2 separate regions of the Danio rerio genome follow, and region 2 is linked to region 1. Evidence: chromatin contacts called from public Micro-C data. All regions are on one chromosome and are shown on one strand. The core of a region is the stretch at or near the end of the contact, and the rest is flanking DNA. Distances in the headings are between cores, read along the strand shown. Region 1 holds the start of wdfy2 (WD repeat and FYVE domain containing 2). Region 2 holds the start of nabp1a (nucleic acid binding protein 1a).

The links. Hi-C and Micro-C count contacts between places; a contact is called where the count stands out from the background.
Region 2: a Micro-C map of caudal fin shows a contact between it and region 1, with 8 times the contacts expected there. The contact joins the promoter of nabp1a here to the promoter of wdfy2 in region 1. A contact is called at or near these places in 2 of 18 Hi-C or Micro-C datasets (caudal fin and hematopoietic stem cells).

Annotation. Positions count from the first base shown.
Region 1 is chr9:25,441,275-25,446,580 of GRCz12tu, reverse strand. It overlaps wdfy2 (WD repeat and FYVE domain containing 2), which reads left to right and starts at 3,198. Exons shown (of 12, transcript NM_205745.1): 1 at 3,198-3,553. The coding sequence starts at 3,417. It overlaps ints6 (integrator complex subunit 6), which reads right to left and starts at 1,940. Exons shown (of 18, transcript NM_001126428.1): 1 at 1,500-1,940; 2 at 1,338-1,415; 3 at 747-896. The coding sequence starts at 1,610.
Region 2 is chr9:25,838,451-25,843,611 of GRCz12tu, reverse strand. It overlaps nabp1a (nucleic acid binding protein 1a), which reads left to right and starts at 3,341. Exons shown (of 6, transcript NM_001008643.1): 1 at 3,341-3,648; 2 at 3,879-4,017; 3 at 4,182-4,253; 4 at 4,987-5,071. The coding sequence starts at 3,555. It overlaps trnas-cga (transfer RNA serine (anticodon CGA)), which reads left to right and starts at 1,608; the gene lies at 1,608-1,689.

The DNA.
Region 1 (5,306 bases), core at 1,949-4,448:
TGCTTTGAAATGTAGATATTTGGACTAGAAACAAGACAAAAACTAAACATTTTGCATAAATCATAAATACAATGAAGAAGTATAATTGTGTAGCTCCTGGTCAACTATAATTCAGATTGAACAATTTTGCGATGCGACTATTGCGAATATGCACACGGCAGTATTGATACTGAAAGTATGCATTGCGCAGCCCTAATAGCAACTAAACAGTAATCAAATTAAAACCAGTCAGAACCTTTGTAACTGCAAAACACCATCCAGGTAAGCACACAGAACACCTAAATATCATGGTGTGCTGCATGAGAACAAAGTGGCCACATAACAGTAGTTTAAAAAAAAGTCAACAAAAAATGTATAATACAAAATCACACAACTATAGAAATTGTCCAATAGTGCCATCTATGGTTGTCAAATATAATATGACATATGGCCTTTCTATCTTACTATTATAACACCTATGTGAAGTGGGATCATATTTTCTGTCGTTTTTGGATTCATAACCTGCTAAAACAACAACCCACTCAACCTAGGACTCTAGCAGTGGAGCACACAAACAAATCATTTCTCTGTAATCAACGCCCTTATTTGCATTCAAGAGTTTATTTGTTATTACTGTGGGCTACCTGGGGCGCTTGGGATTGTGTTGGCAGTGTCAGTCTACTGGGTGCTTGCTTAACTGTAATGTTGGGGATGGGTGCATGGGATTAGGCCACAGACTTTATACCAGTCAATGGTTTATAACATACCTGTCCATAGTTGTCTATCCCTGAAACTAATCTATTAAGATTGAGCAAATCAAAAGCTGTCCTTAAAGCTTGGCCAAACGATGTCAGTCCAACTGCTTGCAGGTTCCTTAGCTCAGTCATAAAAGTGGCATGACTGTCCTTCCATCCAGCCTGTGAAATAAAGACAGAGCAAAGGATTAGTTATGCTTCAAGAGTTTCTCACATCGATCTGAGGTATAATGTAGAGAGTACTGACGACTCCTAGCGCGCTCTCTCTCTCTCTATGGGTGGCACAACTAAGTCAGGTTACCCCCCCCCCCCCTCCTCTATCTCTCTGGCATACACGCGTGAACACACACACAACGGTGTGTGTGTGTGTGTGTGTGTGTGTGTGTGTGAGAGAGAGAGAGAGAGAGAGAGAGAGAGAGAGAGAGCTCTGTTGCCACACTGAACAAAATGTCGGCCATGTTTAAACTCAAATTTAAGCTGGGCAAAATGTTTTCACACCACAGATGTAGTCTCGACCTCTTCAAAGGCAAAAAGACGATGTGAGCTATGAAGATGTCCGGAGTTAAATAAAGCGGTTTGGGAATGTAATAAAAGAGTCTGTACCTTAATGCCAGCCGGCGCTTCCTCGAAACTCACTAACATGTATCTGTCTCCCCTGCTGGCCGGATCTCTGCTTCTCAGCTGTGGAGAAAAGTGAGGAAAAGCTGGGTTTTACGCTTTCAATACATTAAGACCGCGAGAAAGCAAAGGCGTGTGTTCATTTACCTTCAGGAAAGTCTCAACTGCGCCCTTCGCTATGTCCAGATAGCTAGTGCCCAGATGGGAGCGCTGGTTCATGGAGGCGGACGTGTCTATTAGAAAAAGTAGCACGGGCATTGTGTTGATATTCGCCCCTTCTACATGGACCGAGTGTCAGTGAAATCGGACAAATGCAGAGCAATCTTTTGTTCGCCTCCTGTCGCTGCTGTCAGCACGCTGCTAGCCGGCTAATGCTAACTGACTCGCGCATTCTTTCTGTCAAGAGTGTAACTGTAGTTATTGTTGAAAGAGCGATGCCTTGTAAACTTAAGCAAACCTCAGACCCTGGGGGGGAAAGGTTGTTGATTTACAAGGGAAACGGGTGTTGTTGCTGTAATTTTAAATAAATGCCTAACTTTTGTCATGGTAACTTTCTGTTTAGTTTACGTCCATGATTCTCCTCACACTGAGGTTCGCTCGCGGGCTGCAGTGGTTTTATTCTGCGTTCAGCATTTGACTCCGCCCTCCAAGCGCTGCCCGAGTACCGTGCGTCAAAACGCCTCAACCGATTGGCATCTGAAAATACGGAATTAGCATATTCGTTGTTTACAGGAGCATGCGTGTTAGCTAGCTGATTGGTTCTTGAATAAATCAACATCTACAGTGTTTTCGTTCATCCAAATATTCAGCAACGAGTACCCCTGCGCTATACAAATAAAGCTGAATTGAATTGAATTGAATTGAATTTGATGGTATACATTATTATATGCAGTGTATAGCACGACTGCCTCACACAAAGAAGGTTTGCTGGTTTGAGCCCCAGCTGGCTTAGTTGGCATTTCTGTGTGGAGTTTGTGTTTCCGTGGGTTTCCTCCAGGTGCTCCGGTTTCCCCTAGAGTTCAAAGATATGCAGCAAAGGTGAATTAAATAAACTAAATTAGCTGTAGTGTATGAGTGTGAATGTAAGAGTGGGTGTTTCCTGGTGTGGGGTTGCAGCTGGAGGGGCATCCGCTGTGTAAAACATATGCTGGATAAGTTGCCGGTTCATTCTGCTGTGGCGATCCCTATTTAATTAAGGCACAAAAAGAAAATGAATGAATGAATGTATAAACATGTATAATGCTCATAATATAAATTGGTAACATTTTCATGGTTTACATAATCACAAATCCATCACAAAAACAGTAAACTGCATTTTTTTCTTCTTCAGAACACTTTTGTATAATCAGAATACATTAACTAAATATTGTAATTTAGATTATATTACTGATTTGTAATCATTTTAAGTAATCCAATGTGTAAGTAATATATGTGTAAATAAATAAGTCAACCAAATTAACAGCACTCTACAGAGATTATAACTAGTCAATAACAGGGTTGTGATGGTTTCTTGTAGACTGTCACTGGAGGATGTACAGTAGCCTGATTCTGTGGTGTCGGAATACACATGATAAGGCCTTACTATAAATAGAACAATTTCCACTTTGTGGGTTTTATTATTTACCCAAAAGTAAAAAAAAAAAAAACAAAAACTAATAACTAATCTAACATAATGATTAATTTAATCGTTTCATTTGAGCAAACAGCATTGTAGGTGCAATGGTGCAATGAACCAAAGTATGTGATGTTAACATAACCATATGTAAATAAAAAGAGAGAAAAAACTTCCGGTTTTACAAGTATGGCATTCGTCTGCGTCAACGCTGCACATCGCAAACGCATTCATCTGTGATTTACTCCGAAGTCGGATCGTCTGCGTCTATGGGAGCTGAAAGCAGACCGTAAGCATCGTGGTATATAGATCGCGTGTGACTGTAAACAGAACAGGCTGAGAGGTAAATCAGCTGACCTGCAGCATCTCTGACTCTGACCGCATTTCACCGCGCTGCAGGTCTGTGTTATGCTGCCGAAAGAGGCTTCAGGTGTCGGACAAACTACGGCGCCATGGCGGCAGAGATTCATCCCCGCCCGCAGACACGCAAGCCCGTCCTGCTGAGCAAGATCGAGGGTTTTCAAGATGTGGTGAACACGGCTGTGATCATCCCCAAAGAGGACGGCGTTATCAGCGTATCTCAAGACAGGTCAGAACACGTTTGATTAGAAACCCAAAACAATGACTTACATTGCAGTGCGCACTACAGACGGTAATCTTATAAGCGCCGCTGACATCTTAATAAGTAGACTGTAATATAAAATGTGACATGTTAAGTACTGTCGTGGAATACAGATTAGGCACGCTTGTCTGATGCTAAATAAACGACAATTGGTGTATATAAGAGTATAATCTCCAACTGACTTTAGACAGGTAATGTAAATTAATTTGATAATAATAATAAGTATATAACTTGTATATGTGTGTGTTTAATGTGTTGAAGCGCTGCACTGAAGCATATTTCTGAAGCGCGTGACTACCTTTTCCTTTCCTGCCTAAAAACACTGACAAAAGCAGAACGCTTTTAGCTCTGGGCTGTTGAGTATTTCATTATATATAACCTTATATAACCTACTGAAAAATATAACAAAAAAACAATTTGATGAAGGAATCACTTATTTCAATCAGTAAGGTACAGGCTGTGGACGAAAAACACCCCTGCCAGTTTCGTTTACATTAATTATGGAAAGGTTAGAAGAATAATAACTTATTATTAAGTAATGTCCATTAGTAATGCTGTTAATCAAAAAGAAATAGCTTTAGGCTGTTATTGTTTTGTTTATTCTATAACATATTTGATTAAAATTATGAAAAACAGTTCAGTGTTCTGAGGAAATGATAGATCAGCAATATTGTGAGGAAAATGATTTAATGTTTAAAAAGTGTTAGTAGATTTATGAAGAAAGGATTTGGTTGAAAATAACTATAGGCACATTTGTTTAAATTATTAAATTATTATTTAAGACATAGAGGAGAGAGGGGCACAAAGTAACACTTTTTGGTTTTGGCCAAATATTAAACAAAGTAATGGGGTTAGAACAAATGAGCACTGAAAGTGTGACGACGGGATCTATGGTTTCTGTGTAGTATTGCCAAAAGTGCCAGGAGTAAAAATGTTACTATTTCTAGTGTGTGTTTCTGTGTGTTTGCATGTTCTCCGTGCAATCCTGTGGGTTTCCTCCGCGTGCTCCTGTTTCCCCCACAGTCCAAAGACATGCTGTACAGGTGAATTAGGTAGGCTAAATTTTTCGTAGTGTATGAGTGTGTGTGTGTGGATGTTTCCCAGAGATGAGTTGCGGCTGGAAGGGCACCTGCTGCATAAAAACTTACTGGATAAGTTGGCGGTTCATTCAACTGTTTCGACCCCGGATTAATAAAGGGACTAAGCTGAAAAGAAAATGAATGAATAAATGAATATTTCCTCAGTACTTTATTATCCATTATTATACACTGCATTTATTTGCATCATTAGCAAAATAAAAAAAATCTGTTAAATATTTTCAATTAAAAAAACATTTTATTTTTTAAAAGTTCTCAACATTACATTCAAAAATTGTTTTGTTTGTTTAAACAGTGTCCAACAGTGTCTGGCTTAATTATAACACCCTGTTGCAACTAACCCCGCTGTATCGTGTTTTCCTCAAAACTGGGTAGCAGTCCCTGTGTATAATATAAAATTTGACTTGCATACTTTTACAGTTTTTTTGAAAGAAAAATATATAGTATAATAGAAAATACTTTCTCTCGTAGAATCTTTAGATTTTTTTTTTTGGCTAAAACCTAGTCCTTGTTAACATAAAAAAAAATATAAAAAATATAAACTAAAATAAATAAACTAAAATAAGTGGTCTGTTTAAAAAATATTGTTTACAACATTATTAAACGTACAGATATTTGCTTGT
Region 2 (5,161 bases), core at 2,092-4,591, 400 kb before region 1:
GTCTGAGCTCTAAGAGATAAGTCTCCGGCAGGCGAGAATCTAGCCGGAACTGTGTTTTGCTATCTGGGTGGCTAGGCGTGTATCAGCAAACTAATAAAGCCCGAAAAAAGCCCTGAACTTAGCGAATAAACAGTGTTCCACCAGGATCATGTATGTCAGAAACTATAGTTTACTGCTGAACTCATTTTGTCATGGTAAAATAACACAGAAATCGAATAATAACATTTCAGTCTACTTCAGTCTTCTGCCGAAGCTCAGACGCCGCGCTTTGAGAAACTGTAAATCACAGCTGTCAATCACGATGACACGCCCAGCATTAAATTACTGCTAAAAACAAACTGTTTACAAAAATTAAGATCTGCACCTATTTCAGCACAATAACCAGTGCCTTAATCGACCAGAACTATCTTTCGGGACATTTTATTGCAAGTGTAATATTTTTTTTTATTTGGGCTCAAGTCTCCTTCATTAACACGGAGGAGGCGGGCTTTATGACTTGTACTGCAGCCAGCCCCCAGGGGGCGATCTAACGGCCGAAACCTTCACTCAAACGTAGGCTTGCGGCACACTTGGGCGACACACTTTGCCAGTAAAGCATTATAAAACAACTTCAGGACTCAGCCTGAGCGTGGCGCAGTGTGTTTACAATAAACGGCGTTATCCATAAAACATGTGCAATTCCTAAACGATGATGTGCTAATTAAAGGAGTTTTGTGAGCCTATAAAACCCTGTTGTTCTTCTTTTGTGTGGAATATGCGAGTTAAGATGAATTGCTCTTTTTGACAGAAAACTTCACGGTTTCTTTTCAACATCAACCACATGTGGGTTTGGTAAGCGGTCAGAAATTTCTCTGGCTTTCAGGTAGACTGAGTCAGTTTACGTCTATTGTTAAAGGATTATTGCAGTACGGAGTTAAAAATTTACACTGTGTGTGAAACATTTGTAAGAGAACTTGGATGTTATATTAGAGAAGACGCAACACAGTTTGTTGTATACCTTGCCTAAAAAATTAAGGGTTTTAAAGCGAATGCAGTGCAGAATGTAATTAATAGTCATACTTGCATGCACTTTTAATTATTTTGAATTGCCAAAACTTTTTATTCTAGGTTTACTTACAGGACTATGCTTTTTTTCAAAAGGACATTGGCATTATTTTAAATAGTCGCTGAAAAACACAAGCAAAATGTGTTTTATTCTTTTTGGGTCTAGCGAGCTTGGGTAGTTTTGACATTTTTAGCATTTTGTTGGATGCTGTCTCCACCGTGTGGCCAAATGTCGTATATATGTCAGTTTATTAACTTACGTTACTTATGATATTTAAAATTATAATTATTATAATTCTTTGAAAAAAAATCGTTTCGTTTCTATATGTAGTAACTGCATTTGCGTATGAATTATATAACGTTACCCACATAAAGTTCATGTGAAACCCGTGCTAATGCGTGTTGGTTTTACGTAAGTTGATACAAAGGTACAATTGTATTTTGTTGTGTTTAAGTGATCAAAGAATAAGAAACATTAAAAAATCAACACAAGTTTAATATCACTGTAGTGTGAAGTGCAGATAGAAATATCTATATTGAGTTTTTGTGCAGTTTAAGATGGCGTCACGGTGGCCGAGAGGTTAAGGCGTTGGACTCGAAATCCAATGGGGTTTCCCCGCACAGGTTCGAATCCTGTTCGTGACGAATTTCCTTTTTGCTTTTGTGAGCCCAAGACCTCAATAAAATTACTGTTGTTGATCTGCTATAAATGCAGAAAAGATATAATAATACACACATATAATACACACACACACACATACACATATATATAATTTTATATATATATATATATATATATATATATATATATATATATATATATATATATATATATATATATCTATATATATATATATATATATAATATATATAAAGCTGAAATTTATATATATATATATATATATATATATATATATATATATATATATATATATATATATATATATATATATATATATATATATATAAAGCTGAAATTGAGAGAATTCCTTACTATCTATATGTACCAGTCATGTTTCCACATTGACTCAGAAAGCAGATGTGAGGAATTGATAACGATACTTGTCTATAAATCCTTTAAAACATTTTAGATGTTTATTTATCTGAGGGCAAAGCGTTTAAACAACTTTTTTGATATACAGCTGGGTTCATACAGCCTTTGAAATACAGTAAAATGTTTATTTGCCAGCCATCTATCGGATTACTATGAAGGGTGATGATGCAACCCAAATACCTTTGGAAATATTTGTGAACGTGTAATCAAATCATATTACACAACGTCGACAATCGTACAAGGAAATGGAGTGTGGTTATTTCCTATCCATGTGGACACATTCTTCATCTCGTCCAATCAGAATGAGCTCAATGTAACAAGAACACGGTAGAACCCAATATTTCAGTTCATAAAGCGTTTGATCCCATGTAATACTGACGATACAGTATACCAAAGAGTGAATTATTTTCACAGTCTGTTTATGCATACATGCGTTTATTGGACTGGATTGTGAGCATTTAACAGCAACAGCGCATCTCTGAACACCCCCACGAAACGGTGCGATGGCACATTCGGGAGAATTTAAAGAACTGAACACACTGGCACGGATCAGACGCTTTGTTAGTGAGGGAGAGACGGCTAGCACTGTGAAATAGAGAGTTCCCCTCTTTTGCGACATTTCTTTTATTTTATTTGTTCGTAGGATGGCTGTGCTTCACACGTAGAATACATGCTACATTAACTTCAAAGGCCAATAGGAAGTTTCGAACTGCTCATAAGGCATAAAAAGTTAGGCAGCTACAGTTATTTCGGCTGACATCCGTTTTAAATTGATCCAAGTTTCGTCGATTTAGCCTTAAATGTGTAGCAGACACGTAATGAATGATTTTCGAAAGGAAGCTGAAATGAAGAGATGCGAGTTTAGTAGTTTGAGCAGCAGTGTGTGCGCCTGTGTCTGTATTCACTGACACCGTTTTAAACGCAGCCCGCATAATAACCGGCATCTTAATGTAAAGCGATCATTTCAACTGATATTTGGTAACTTGACGTCGTGTATTGATTTGTGTACGCTAGGCTAGCCAAAAGATCTTACAAATGTGTCTGGATGCTAACCATTTTAATCAGTGACAGACTTGAAGCGAAGTCTTTAGTTTTAAGGTTTGGAGGCGGATGAACTCTAAAATGTCCTTCAGCAAAACGAGCTAAGTGTTTTTATGCGAATAACTAGTTCGTTTTATTCGTCGAGGAGGAAATATTTCCCCTTTTTACGTCCACTCCTTTAACGTTAGCTCGATGGTCAAATAAGATAAACTAACTGCCGCCGATGTTAAGCTAGTAACACTTCGGCCTTTCTTAAAGGATCTCACAACCCACATTTATTTGCCAAGTAAAGTTTATTTAGCGAACAAACAACCCACTCAGAGCACATATTTCGTTCTAAGTTAGATCGAGAAATCCTCTCACACGGCTGTGGTATTGCTAGCCGGTGTGCTAGCATCCGCCTCAGCCCTCAGAAATGTCGAATATCTCCAACGAAGCTGTGATCTTGATTAAAGATGTTAAACCCGGATCCAAAAACCTTAATATCGTCTTTATAGTTTTGGAGATCGGTAAGTGGAGATCGGCTGCTGTGTCCCTCACGACCGTGAGTTAGCACGAGCTCAGCTAATTCCTAACAGCTAACATTTAAGGGTAACATTGCGCTCGTCTCCCGTGTTGCTTTGTGCTCCGCGTAGCTTTGATTTTCACACCTCTGCTGTCGAGTAACGCAGTTATGTGTGTGTTTTAGTAGTTTTGTAACGCTTGATAATTTACACTGAACTTTGTTGTGCACGCGCAGGTCGGGTGACGAAGACAAAGGACGGGCACGAGGTGCGCTCGTGTAGAGTGGCGGATAAGAGCGGCAGCATCGCCATCTCTGTGTGGGATGAGCTGGGCAGCCTCATCCAGCCCGGGGACATCATCCGCCTTACGAGAGGGTACGAGACGCCTCTTTACACTCTTGCTTTTATTTAGACCTCACTGGGCTGTCAGTAGATTGTCCAAGTGCTTGTTCCACTGGTCTTGTGTAAGACGTCACCACTATCAAATGTGCATGTGCAAAGAAAATAGTTCTGATTTGGCTTCATATATTTGTGTCTAGGTATGCTTCGATCTGGAAAGGGTGCCTTACACTGTATACTGGACGAGGAGGAGATCTACAGAAAATAGGAGAGTGAGTATTAAATGCATCCCTTTAAGAATTTATTCGTTTTACATTTTCATGATTCTTTTATTTCTCAACATTAATAAATAACGGTGTACTTGGCACATGAACAAATTAAAATTCACCTTTTTGTCAGTAATATAATCTACAGAGTGCATTAGTGACTGGCAACTTTTGCAGCAAGCACTGGCCCATGGCAATAAATGAAAAATCTTAATACTTGTAGTTCTGCATGTCATTGAGTGTGACAACATAAATTATTGGCTGAATCTGTAATTTCAGTGCATGTTAACAATAATAGTTTTGACTTGAGAGCATGGGCATACTCCATACAGTGTTTTAGGTGACTGCTGAATATCTGCTTTGGCACATTTTGCTATAATGCAGCACTGACTGGTGGTTTGTGTGTGTCATTATGAAATGTATTATAAACACTTTTCTTAAGTAAATGTATAAGTCTCCATTTTATTACCTAGATTTTTGTTTGTTTTTTTTGACTGAAAATTGGTCTTGGTGGGATTTCTAATAAAGATTTGTCATTAATAATCATACTGACCTGGGCAAAAGCATGTTTCGGGAGAAAATGATGCCAGCAACACTAATGTCATTGGTTTTGATTTTACAGGGATTAAATGAATTGGTAACATGTGCACCTTCTGCCAAATACATGTTTAAGTAAAAGAGACATTCAGAGGCATGTTTCCTCAGTGTTGGAGCCCTCATAGTGTAATGTCTTTCACAGATTCTGTATGGTGTATTCTGAGGTTCCAAATTTCAGTGAGCCTAATCCTGAGCTGCTAGCACAAGCTAACCAACAGAACAAGACGGTGAGCCCAGTGTTCCTGATCATACGAAATTGCTTTTCCATGTGTAAAATTTCCTCAACGTGCAGAATCATCTGCATGCCTAAAATTTGC